Linked DNA regions of Mus musculus: region 2 is linked to region 1. The links are chromatin contacts, called in public Hi-C maps. All regions are on one chromosome and are shown on one strand. Each heading gives the region's core, a stretch centred on a gene start, on an enhancer-like site or on the middle of the called end of the contact. The rest is flanking DNA. Distances are from core to core; before and after follow the strand shown.

Region 1 (5,005 bases), core at 597-3,096:
GAGCTATATTCCCTGGGATCAAGAATAAATCTTCATATGCTTTCTCAGTCTCCCAACGCAGAACATTATTTTGTTCTGTATGGTACAGGGGAAATGCTGCAATATTTAACATAGAGTGCAACTGTTATGTTAAAAATAACTTGCAATGTACGTAAAACATTTTGAAGTTAAACTATCTTTTGTAGTGATGCTGAAATTAAAATAAAGTAATTTTACTAATTTATCAGAACTGTACAAAGTAACATTTACAGTGTAAATACTAACTTTATGTGCATATTTGTTTTAAAATGATTAAAACCAACTGAAAAAAACATGTCACCACAGGATAAAATAATGGCCAAACATATCAAAGTTTCAATTGCTGTAAACATGTTTCCAGACTTTAACTTTGGCCAAACTATACAAAGCTCAATGCTATCTACAATCAGCTTGGTTGATTTTATCATTAATATTATTTATGATAATCATTCTTTATTTAGAAAGTTCCTAAAGGTAAAATTGTCATAGACCTTGAAGTCATTTCTGACTGCTTGCCCTCACCGCTCCCTGCAAACATTTCATGATCAAATTCTTCTGTCTGTGACTGAAAGACAATGTATTAGAGTAGGTGTTAAGAGCAGTCCAATTGACAGGAGCCTCAAGGACCTGGTCTATCATTCAGACAGACTAAGGCAAACCCTTGTAAAAAGTTCTCTTCGGTCGTATGCCACAATGCATCTTGCTCCATTGGTAGTTGTAGGGGAAATTAGGTTGACATGGTTGCTGAGATGGTAAAGTAAAAATTGGCATGTTAATGTAGGGAATGGTTCCATTCAAAACGAGATCTTCTTTATGTTATGACTTTTACTAAACTCTGTGCGTCCTTAGTTTCCTCTGCAAAGAGACCTACTGGTGCCCACTCTTGCAACTGCAGGTCTGCTTCTGCTCTTAAAACCCAGTGTGCAGTAAGGAGCTATCAGGAATTTAGTGTGAGATTCAGAGTTGAGAGAGCTGAAGCGGAAAGTTCTTCTGTACCATACAGATGAGGACAGCTACTATTTCATCATCGTTGCTGCCCTTTGAAGGAGCATTAGTCCTTACAGCAAACAAAGTGATGGCAGAAAGCCATGATGGTTTCGGTGTCTTTGATTCGACCTGTGAATATTTTAGTATTATACTCTTAGACTTTCTGGTAAACCAAAAGGCGCCCCCCACCCAACCATAACTTGCAGATCCCAGGCCATGTAGCCCCTTGGCCTTACACAGCAAGCCGTATCAGCTTCAGCAATTCCAGCTCTGACCCAGGACTACTAGGTAATGGAACGGTCTGATAGCATTACAGTGATAAAATACAAAATGTCAGACATGAAAGCCTCCTGCCTTTTCAGAAATACCGTCTTTCAATTACAAGAGGCTTTTCATCCCATTAAATCCTGGAGGGGTTTTGTTTTGTTTTGTTTTTGTTTTTGTTTTGAGGCAGCTTTTAGACCAACAGAAATCTGAGAAAAGGCGTAACTCACTTATTCAATATTTGATGGCAAATACTGGATGATCTTGAGCCAAGTGCTCCTAACACAAAGATCACATTCTCTGCCCCACTACTGATATTGCTTCTCAAGTCCACTTTGCCCCGCCAGACTCCCCATATGTAAAGATACTGAAAGACACATTGAGCTTCCCCCAAAAATTATCCTACAACTGTTTCCATGTCTCCAACACGTCCTACAACTAACACCATGAGAACTAGTGATACAGAGTCCCAATTCCAATGTGGGTCTAGTAATATGGGGACTTTTCTAATCAGGCACCAATAGAACCTGGAGTGTCTGTAACATGCAAAGGCAAACATCATTACCATAACACTGAAGCTACAACAAGTCCCTCCCACTGTCCTCTGGAAGCATCCTTGCTGTACTCCAGGGGCATCCTGAGCAGAGCACCTCGAACATTTCAGAAAGCCCTGAGAGATCAGAGAATTCGCTTAAGGAGAACAGAGCTTCTCTGTAATAATTTGACTACACAATCATAAGTTGGTACATAGTGGTGGCGAGGTTCACTTCCACAGTTATGAAGAGTCCATGAGCCCCTCAAAACCATTAAATCGTAGTGAAGCTGTGGTCATAGCCTATATTCTCAGCTTATACCCAATTTTAATAGGAGTGTCTCCAGTATTATTCAAAGTGTGTTGTAGAAGATTGGTTAGGAGTGTTTCTTATCATGTTGAGGAAAAGCTTCTCTACAAGCAGTTTATCTCATTTTCGTCAAGGAAAAGCATCTTTATGAGACACATTTTGGAGCCTTCATTGTCTAACACTTTCTGCTAACTTTCTTTTTTTTTTTTTCCAGACAGGGTTTCTCTGTGTAGCCCTGACTGTCCTGGAACTCACTTTGTAGACCAGGCTGTCCTCGAACTCAGAAATCCGCCTGCCTCTGCCTCCCAAGTGCTGGGATTAAAGGCGTGCGCCGCCATGCCTGGTTCTGCTAACTTTCTATCTTAAACAGCCCAACATGATAGTTAAAAAATCTTCTTATTATATCGGGTTCACAAAATAAGAAGGAAGTTTTCATATTTCTATAGTCCATAAAAGTCTCTATGGTTAGAATTATCACGCAAACGTGACTGATTAACCACGGAATACTGAGTATGCTTGATGCTACTAGTTAAATGCTGTGTATTTAAATCACAGATACTGTTCTCCCACCTTTCTGTCTGGTAGTTCTAATACTTACCTCCAGAACCTGTTTAATGCCTTAAATCCTGCATTTATAGCAATTGTCAGTATTGGGTTGGCTTTGGTGTAATCTGTCCCTCTACATAAAACATTTAAAGTCATCTTCTTCATATCCACAAAATAGTTCACTGGAAAATTGAGTGTGGTTGCTTTTTAGACAAAGGTAAGAGTTCACATGATTTCCTACTCCCCCTTCCTTGCTCTGACAGTCTCGGCAGGGCTCATCATTGTCATTTTGTCTTTGGGCTGATAGATTCCACACCACACTACAGACATTAAAGGACTCCCCAGAGGCTCAGGCCTGAGAAAACTTATGTTTCTTGGTTCTTCGGTTTTTTCCTCATTGCTCATTAGCAACATGTAATTTTCTTTTCTCTATCATTCAAGAGGCAGCATGAAAACAGTCACAGATGACAATGATGACTGAGGTGGAAACACTGCGTTCTGTTGTGAATGGCTTCATATACATGGGCTCTTCCTGTGTATCATGATTACACTAAGCATAGACTTCTAGCAACTGTCTCAGGTCAACAAGCTGGCATCAGCCGCCCTTTAGCATCACCATATATGTGATGCTTTCTGAATGGCAGACCCTAACCAAAGTGTCTAGTGCAGAATGGGAGGGCACAAAAAAACAAGTGAGGCAAATGCTGTACTCAAGTCAGGAAATAATTTTGTGACTCACTGCCAGAGATCCTATTAATGAACTAACAGTTCTATATTTGTCTCCTTTTCTTCCCATCCAATCTCATTCCATTAGGCTTGAAGTAGATGGAAACAGTTCTAATATTTGGGATATTGGCATAAAGGCCTTTATCCAATTTAGTGATTTGTTGTCTTAATTGTATCTATATGACACCACTTTATGTTAACAACCCTTGTGATCTGATTCAGGTCACACAGGATACACAGAGTCATGCAACGTGCACTTCTCTTGGTAGAATATATCCTTAAATATAACCTGTATTAAATACACACAGACAATAATGTTGGACTACCCCTGGAAAAGGTTTACCTTCTAAAGCTTGTCCAGTTCACAGGACAAAAGTAGATATACCTGTTAGCCTCGCCCTTTTATGAAGCACTGACTAATTAGAGAAGTTACTAAGAACTTTGAGTTCTTTATATGAAACATGCTTGCTCATTTGCAGAGGTGGCATCTATAGTGACATGTTAACTTTCAGCTTTGCTCGTTGTCCTAGCTTGCTTTCTATTGCTTGGACAAACATTGTGAGCAAAAGCAACCTATGGAGGAAAGGACTTATTTCAATTTACAGTTCCATCAAGGAGGGAAGTCAGGGCAGGAACTCCAAGCAAGAACTTGGAACAGACATGCCTAGAAGAGAAACCATGTGGGGATGCTGCCTGCTGGTCTGCTGTTTGGCTCATACTCAGCTAGCTTTCTTATACTACACAGCCCTATCATCGAGCAAGACTGTCTCTCACAGACCCCATCAGAGCCAGGTTTGATCAAAGTTTGATCTTCAATGAACTCTAATGTTTTCTCTTCTCACATAACTCTAGATTATGTTAAGTTGGTAATAAAAATGAACCAGCACACTCATTTTATCAGGTCCTTTCAAGTTTAATATTCTGATGCTAACAATTGACCTCTGACTGGCTGTGTGATACAGCTAACAGAAAGAATAAATCAGAGTGGATTTCAGCCATTCACCTGAGTGTGATTCCTGATATAACTATATGCCTTTATTGTTTTGTTAACTGCTATCAGCTGTTTATATACTATCTAAACACATTCTGTATCCTTTTATTTTTATTGTTCTTATACTTATTTATTTATTTTGTGTCCAAGAGTGTGTGTGCAGCCTGTGCTCACCATGGAGTGCATTGAGTTCAAAGGACAAATTCAAGAATGAATTCTCTCCTTAAGTGAGTCCTTGGGATAAGAAAGTCTGGCAGCTGATTATAGGATGAATCCCCGGGTGCGGCAGTCTCTAGATGGTCCATCCTTTCGTCTCAGCTCCAAATTTTGTCTCTGTAACTCCTTGCATGGGTGTTTTGTTCCCAATTCTAAGAAGGGGCAAAGTGACCACACTTTGGTTTTTGTTCTTCTTGAGTTTCATGTGTTTTGCAACTTGTAACTTGGGTATACTAAGTTTCTGGGCTAATATCCAAACGCAGACAGCATTGCATACGCCAGCAAGATTTTGCTGAAAGGACCCTGATATAGCTGTCTCTTGTGAGGCTATGCCGGTGCCTGGCAAACACAGAAGTTGATGCTCACAGTCAGGTATTGGATGGAACACAGGGCCCCCAATGGAGGAGGTAAAGAA
Region 2 (5,505 bases), core at 260-2,759, 99 kb before region 1:
AGTGCAGGAACAGCCCACAGCTGCATTGTCAACAGTACTAAGCATAACTTCCAGGCTTAACAAAGTTGAAGCAGTTGTCTAATGTGAACTTTTTTTCTAGTATTCCAAATAAGAGAACCGTTTAAAGCAAGGTTGATAAATCACGCCCACCCCCTTTAACTCATATCCTAGGCGCAGCCTCTTTAAATAGAGGATGATCTGACTTAGGGGAAGCCTCAATAAAATAATGCAATAATGTTCTCAGGTTTCATTTCAAGAAATGAATTCGTAGTGTCCCTTCCAACAGTAACAGTAAAACAGCATAAAAGAAAATAACGGAGGAAGTGACACAGGATCAGATTAACCAACATGCCACAGGGCTCTGCTCAGTGACCACAACATAGGCACAGAGTGGAGTTTAACCAGGGCGACTACATTTACAAACTTTACGCCGCCGGGTGGGAAGCCGGAGCTATTATTGCTCTTCGAGAAAGAACTCCCGGTCAGCATGGAATGAGAACATATTAGCCACCACGTGCTGGGACTGTCTCAAGCACCAGCTTTCTTTGCTTAAGCTATTGTTTCCTTTATTTACCTTATATTAGACACTTAAATGGGTTATTCTCCAACAACCTTATTCTCCATGTCCTTCAGGGAGCTGTTTCTCTCCCCTGAGAAATCCCTGAGAGATAAACTTCTGGGCCCTTCACCTCCCCCAAGGCTGGGACAGGAGCTGGTGGGCTCTAAGCAGACACCATCTGCTTCTCATGCGAGTGTGTTTGTTCCCTAGAATCTCTTGGCCTCCTTGATACCTCCTCTTCTCTTACCTTCTGGAAGGTCAGTGACTATTGCCTCTGGAGAGATACAAACTCCACGGTCATAGACCGGCAGCTCATCGCAGGCCAGGCTCTCTGGCCAGCTGTGGTTATACATCTTCATGAGGGGCTCGCAGTCGTCACGTGCGCGCTGGCACACAGACTTGCAGGGCTTGATGGGATCGTGCAGGAACTCCAGGGTACAGATGGGTGCGTACATGGCACAAAGGAAGAAGCGCAGCACAGAGCTGCAGTTCACGTCCACTAGCTCTTCATACTGTTCGATGGCCAGGATGGCGTTCTCCTGAGTGCTGTGGTGCAGGTGGTTGGGCATCCGGGTGATGTTCCAGGGCATGTGCCTGCACATGGGGATGCGCACAGCTTCGCAGGGCGCTCCGCGAACTCCCAGCGCCAGGCGCAGCCACAGGCATAACGCCACCAGGATGGAGCGGAGCATGGCACTGTCCTCCTGGGCTGCAGTCTCTGCTGGGAGGACCCTTTTCTTCCAGCCCCGTTGACCTCCTTATCTCTTTACCTAGGGGCAGTGGAGTGAGCTTTCCTGCTGGAGCTCCAGTCTGCACTGATGAGGAGTTCTGGGGGGTTGGCCGTCGATCACCCCTGGGCGCACCGGCACTGGCAGCGCCAGCACTCAGCCTCCAGAGCAACGACCCCCGCGGGAAGCTCCAGTCTCGAGTCCCGCAGCTCGGAGCGCAGCGGGCCACGGCCATTGTGGAACCCTATTTATCCAGACGCGTCCCCTGACGTGGGCTCAGCAGCCTTGGCAGCGGCGAGAGCAAAGCCGGCTCCCACTCCGCTGCTCCACCCCCAGCCTCTCCTGCAGAAGCGATGACATCATCTCGGCCGCTCCACAGCCAAGGGCCATAGTTCTGCATTTCCCCCCAAAGTCCATCCTTTTTTTCGTCAGCTAGTCTTTTTTCTTCAGATCAAGAAAAGGAGCATCTTGCTTTCAGCCATTTGGGACTCTGGATAAAAGCCTGTGCAGGGGAGACTTTGCTAAGTCGGCCTTAAAGTTTCCCTAAGTTCAGAGTTGGAGCAACTGGAGCAACGTGACCCTGTTGTTGCCCTTTCATTTCGAAACACTTGTTTTTCCTTTCCCATAGGGGGCGAGAGAGGTGCCTCAGCTATGAGGGCAGTGTGGATCAGGGAAAGCCTAGCACAGTAGGTGTTGGAACTAGCACTGGCAGTTTATATAAGCCTTCCCTAGACCACCCTGAGTTGTGCGGAGTTTGCTATTGTTGCTACTGATGTTGTTTTGTGGCCACTAGACTTAGTTCTGGCTCAGATTTTTACCAGGCATTTGGTTTGTGACTGCTCCAGGAACTTGGAACTGCCCAGGGGTGCAAGAGCATCTCTGTGTTGGAGGAGTTTCTCTATTCGCTACTTTCTCTAAAATACTAATTTCTGAGCCCAACATGACTGGAAAACAGAAGAAAACAAAGATAACTTGAGATGCTGCATGCTGAAAGATTTTCCCAATCCACCAGCGTGATCTTTGCTAAATTGCCCGTTATTTTACTTGACTAAGAACTCACTAGCTTTGGAAAGCGAGCGTGCATGTTTACTTTCCTCTTCTTTGCTTTAGAAAGAGACATGAAAATCAATGCTGGTTCACAGAAAAGAGCTGTTACTGTTGCAAGTTTACACCAAATGCCTGCCAATCAGAAAGCAAGACTTCCGATGTAAACTTGCTCTCATCGTTGACAATAAGAAAACATGTTCTCTGAGTGTTAATCTTTAAAGGTATGGTTGAGCTTGAAACCTGGGTTAAAGGAAGTTCTTTTGCCTCTCCCTCCAACGCTGAGGCCCACAAGTTAGCTTAGGTGTGAATCTGACTGAGGATTAAAACAGCTGTGCAAAACAAAAACAGCAAAAAACAAACAAACAAAAAAACCACAACTGCATTTGTCATCCTTATTGTGTAAGGTATAGAGACAAACACTATGAAGACATTAATGATCCTATGAGATCAGATACTATTTAGATCTGTGTAAAGTACCTATTCATCCCGAGCAATCCATAAAGGCATTCTGCTTTCCTACTGAATAGGTCTCAAGTCCCAAAGATGCCAAATGCCATAGGAAAATATCAAGCAGAAGGGGGTGGCCAAAAGGCACCTCATGCCTTTTCTGGTAGTGAAATCCCAAACCTAGTCTACCGCCCCCCTCCCCGCACCACACACACTGAGCAAAAAAGATCATTAGATTAACTTTCTAATGAGAAGAGAGGGGGTATAGAAAGACAGAAGGACAGAGACAGAGACAGACAGAGGGATAAAAACTTCCCACCTCTTTCTCCAACCCAGTATAGATGAGACCCTAGGTTCCTCCCAACACTAAATGAAAACAAGAAAAGAACTAAAAGAAGGAAACTATTAAGACAGGAATTTGGGACAGAGGGGTAGAGCTCATTGTTGCGCTCACTCCAAGTTCACACTCAGCCTAAGGAAGCTACCTTCAATGTGGAACTCTACCTATCAGGCCCACCGATAGTCAGTCTGTCCCTGTTTTTCATAATGTTATACAGAGCAGAGGGACTTGTCCGAAAATTCTTGTCAATTGTCCTTCCTCTTCCTGCCCTCCCAAAAGGCTTGCAGCTTTAGCACTAAAGCCATTGTCCTCTAGTTGGGTGCTTCTCTGGGGTGACTCCCATTTGGGCTCCCTATTCTTCCTTTCTCCCCTCCTACATGCCTGCTGCTCTCAGGATTTTGACCCTAGCTTTCACCTCAGTCTTCCCTCTCCCGTCAACTCCAAGTTTCCTCATTCTCAGGACTTTTGAAACGTAGGTTGGAGAGTTCCTTGTCAAATATCCCTGGGAGGGGGGTGGCAAGAATCATCCATCCATCCATCCATCCATCTCAAATTCTCTTCAGTGACCCTTTCTATGCCTGTGGCTTCCGAATCTAAGACTTGGGCACTGCATGCTCAAGCCATGCAGAACTGTCTTTGGTTGTCTCTACCTAGATATTCCCCAGTCATCTCAAAGCTAACTGGCTGAACTACAATTTTCCTTCCTTCCTTCCTTCCTTCCTTCCTTCCTTCCTTCCTTCCTTCCTTCCTTCCTTCTTTCCTTCTTTCCTTCCTTCCTCTCATTTACCCAAATCAGAACCCCCTGCCTCCAACTTCAATCTTTCTTTGTAATTTCAAGCTCCATTCCACCCTACCCATCCCCATTGCTGTCACTCAGCTACTCTACAGCTGGCTTGTAGTGTAGCAGCTTCTGCCCTGATACCCTGCCACTCTGTCTGACACTGCATTTTCTTCCTGTGCTAGCCGAGTGAGCTTTCTAATATACATCGCTTATGAGGGTTGTCCCTGGCTTTTTGTGGGCTTGTGGCTCTCACAGTCCTCGATATCAACAACAAAACACTCAACAGCTTTTAAGGCCCTAAATGATCAGGCTCCTGATTGTCTTACAGATACTTGCTTGGGCTCCAATCCTGGAGTTCTTTTGACCTCACTCAGAAATGCCCCAAACCATTTCCTCTTGGCTCACTCTTCTTCATAGTAGGTATTAAGTGGAAATGTAAATAACATTGTAAAGCAAGGGTCTTTAAAAAATTGCCTCATCTCATCTTGTTTCTATATTATTATTAATCCTACCATTACTTAAACACACACACACACACACACACACACACACACATACACTAAAGTAAACCTCTAAAAACACAAACCTCTGGACTTGAAGCTTTGACGTGTAGGAGAGAGGAATCTCACTGAATTGAGACTCAGGCCTGAGATTGGAAACTGCACAACGAACACCACAGAAATTTAGTGTCATTTCTTCAGGAAGGGACCATTGTAACACTTTTAATTTGTAAAAAAAAAAAAAAAAAAAAAAAAGTCACGATTTTACCAAGAAACAAATTACAGCAGCCAGAGAATGTGCCACACCTCTGCTCTGCTCCTGTCCTCCTTGAGGGGGGTTGCAGTTCTTGGAGAAAGGAGTCCCTTCTCAGAGAATTACCCCTTCCATCCCAAACCCTTTAAGTGCGATGCCCTTTAGGATGCTAGTGGCATCACTGCCGCTGCGTTTCCTGTTGGCAGCAGAGAGCAGGAAAAACAAGCTTTGGTAAGCCTCCGCCAGAGCAGAAAGAGCTGGGGCGATTCACGCGGCTTTCCCAGGCCGGTGTCCCGGTGTCCGGAGCCCCCAAGCCAGGAGCCTGTGGAACGGAAAATCGAGAGAGGCCTGAACTGGGTCCCGGAGCACACCTTTCGCCAGGGCGCAGAGAAGGCTCACGCGACTAGTCCAACGCAGGGCCTCGGCTCTCTCTGGAGCTCGGCTGACCCTGGGGCGGCAGATCACGATGCCCGCGCGCGCTCCCCGCCGCCTGGTCCAGGGGCCTCGGGGGACCTGGCTGCTGGGAAGCCTCTGGGTCTGGGTGCTGTGCGGCCTGGGGATGGCGGGCTCCCTGGGAACCCCACAGCCATGCCAGGCACCCCAGCAGTGGGAGGGACGCCAGGTTCTGTACCAGCAGAGCAGCGGGCACAACAACCGCGCCCTGGTGTCCTACGATGGTCTCAACCAGCGCGTGCGGGTGCTGGACGAGAGGAAAGCGCTGATCCCCTGCAAGAGGTAGGCAGCTTGGAAGGGCAAGACGGCGGCCAGGGGAACGCCAGCTCGGGCGGGGGCTTGCTACTCCAGCTAGACCCCCAGCAGCTCCCGGCCCCTCCCGATCCCCAATTAAGTT

What was found. A called contact is a pair of places that touch in the nucleus more often than the background predicts.
Region 2: a Hi-C map of embryonic stem cells shows a contact between it and region 1, with 4 times the contacts expected there. The contact joins the promoter of Sfrp4 here to the enhancer-like site in region 1. A contact is called at or near these places in 4 of 39 promoter capture datasets (embryonic stem cells, epiblast stem cells and stem cell-derived epiblast-like cells), 2 of 15 datasets of contacts at CTCF or cohesin (embryonic stem cells and stem cell-derived epiblast-like cells), 51 of 484 Hi-C or Micro-C datasets (the C2C12 cell line, the G1E-ER4 cell line, MC3T3-E1-derived osteoblasts and 12 more), 20 of 115 datasets of contacts at active chromatin or transcription factors (the 230-238 cell line, bone marrow-derived macrophages, embryonic fibroblasts and 5 more) and 3 of 9 other capture datasets (embryonic stem cells, macrophages and pancreatic islet).

Annotation. Positions count from the first base shown.
Region 1 is chr13:19,520,707-19,525,711 of GRCm38.p6, reverse strand. No RefSeq gene overlaps it. Among named protein-coding and RNA genes, the nearest start is that of 9330199G10Rik, 19 kb to the right of the region's middle. Within about 2 kb of position 1,846, at least 3 of the 459 cell types and tissues checked have an H3K27ac peak or open chromatin away from gene starts, as enhancers often do. A contact at or near this core is called in embryonic stem cells, where this site is marked.
Region 2 is chr13:19,619,179-19,624,683 of GRCm38.p6, reverse strand. It overlaps Sfrp4 (secreted frizzled-related protein 4), which reads right to left and starts at 1,509. Exons shown (of 6, transcript NM_016687.3): 1 at 807-1,509. The coding sequence starts at 1,251. Epdr1 (ependymin related protein 1 (zebrafish)) reads left to right here and starts at 4,854. Exons shown (of 3, transcript NM_134065.4): 1 at 4,854-5,390. The coding sequence starts at 5,122.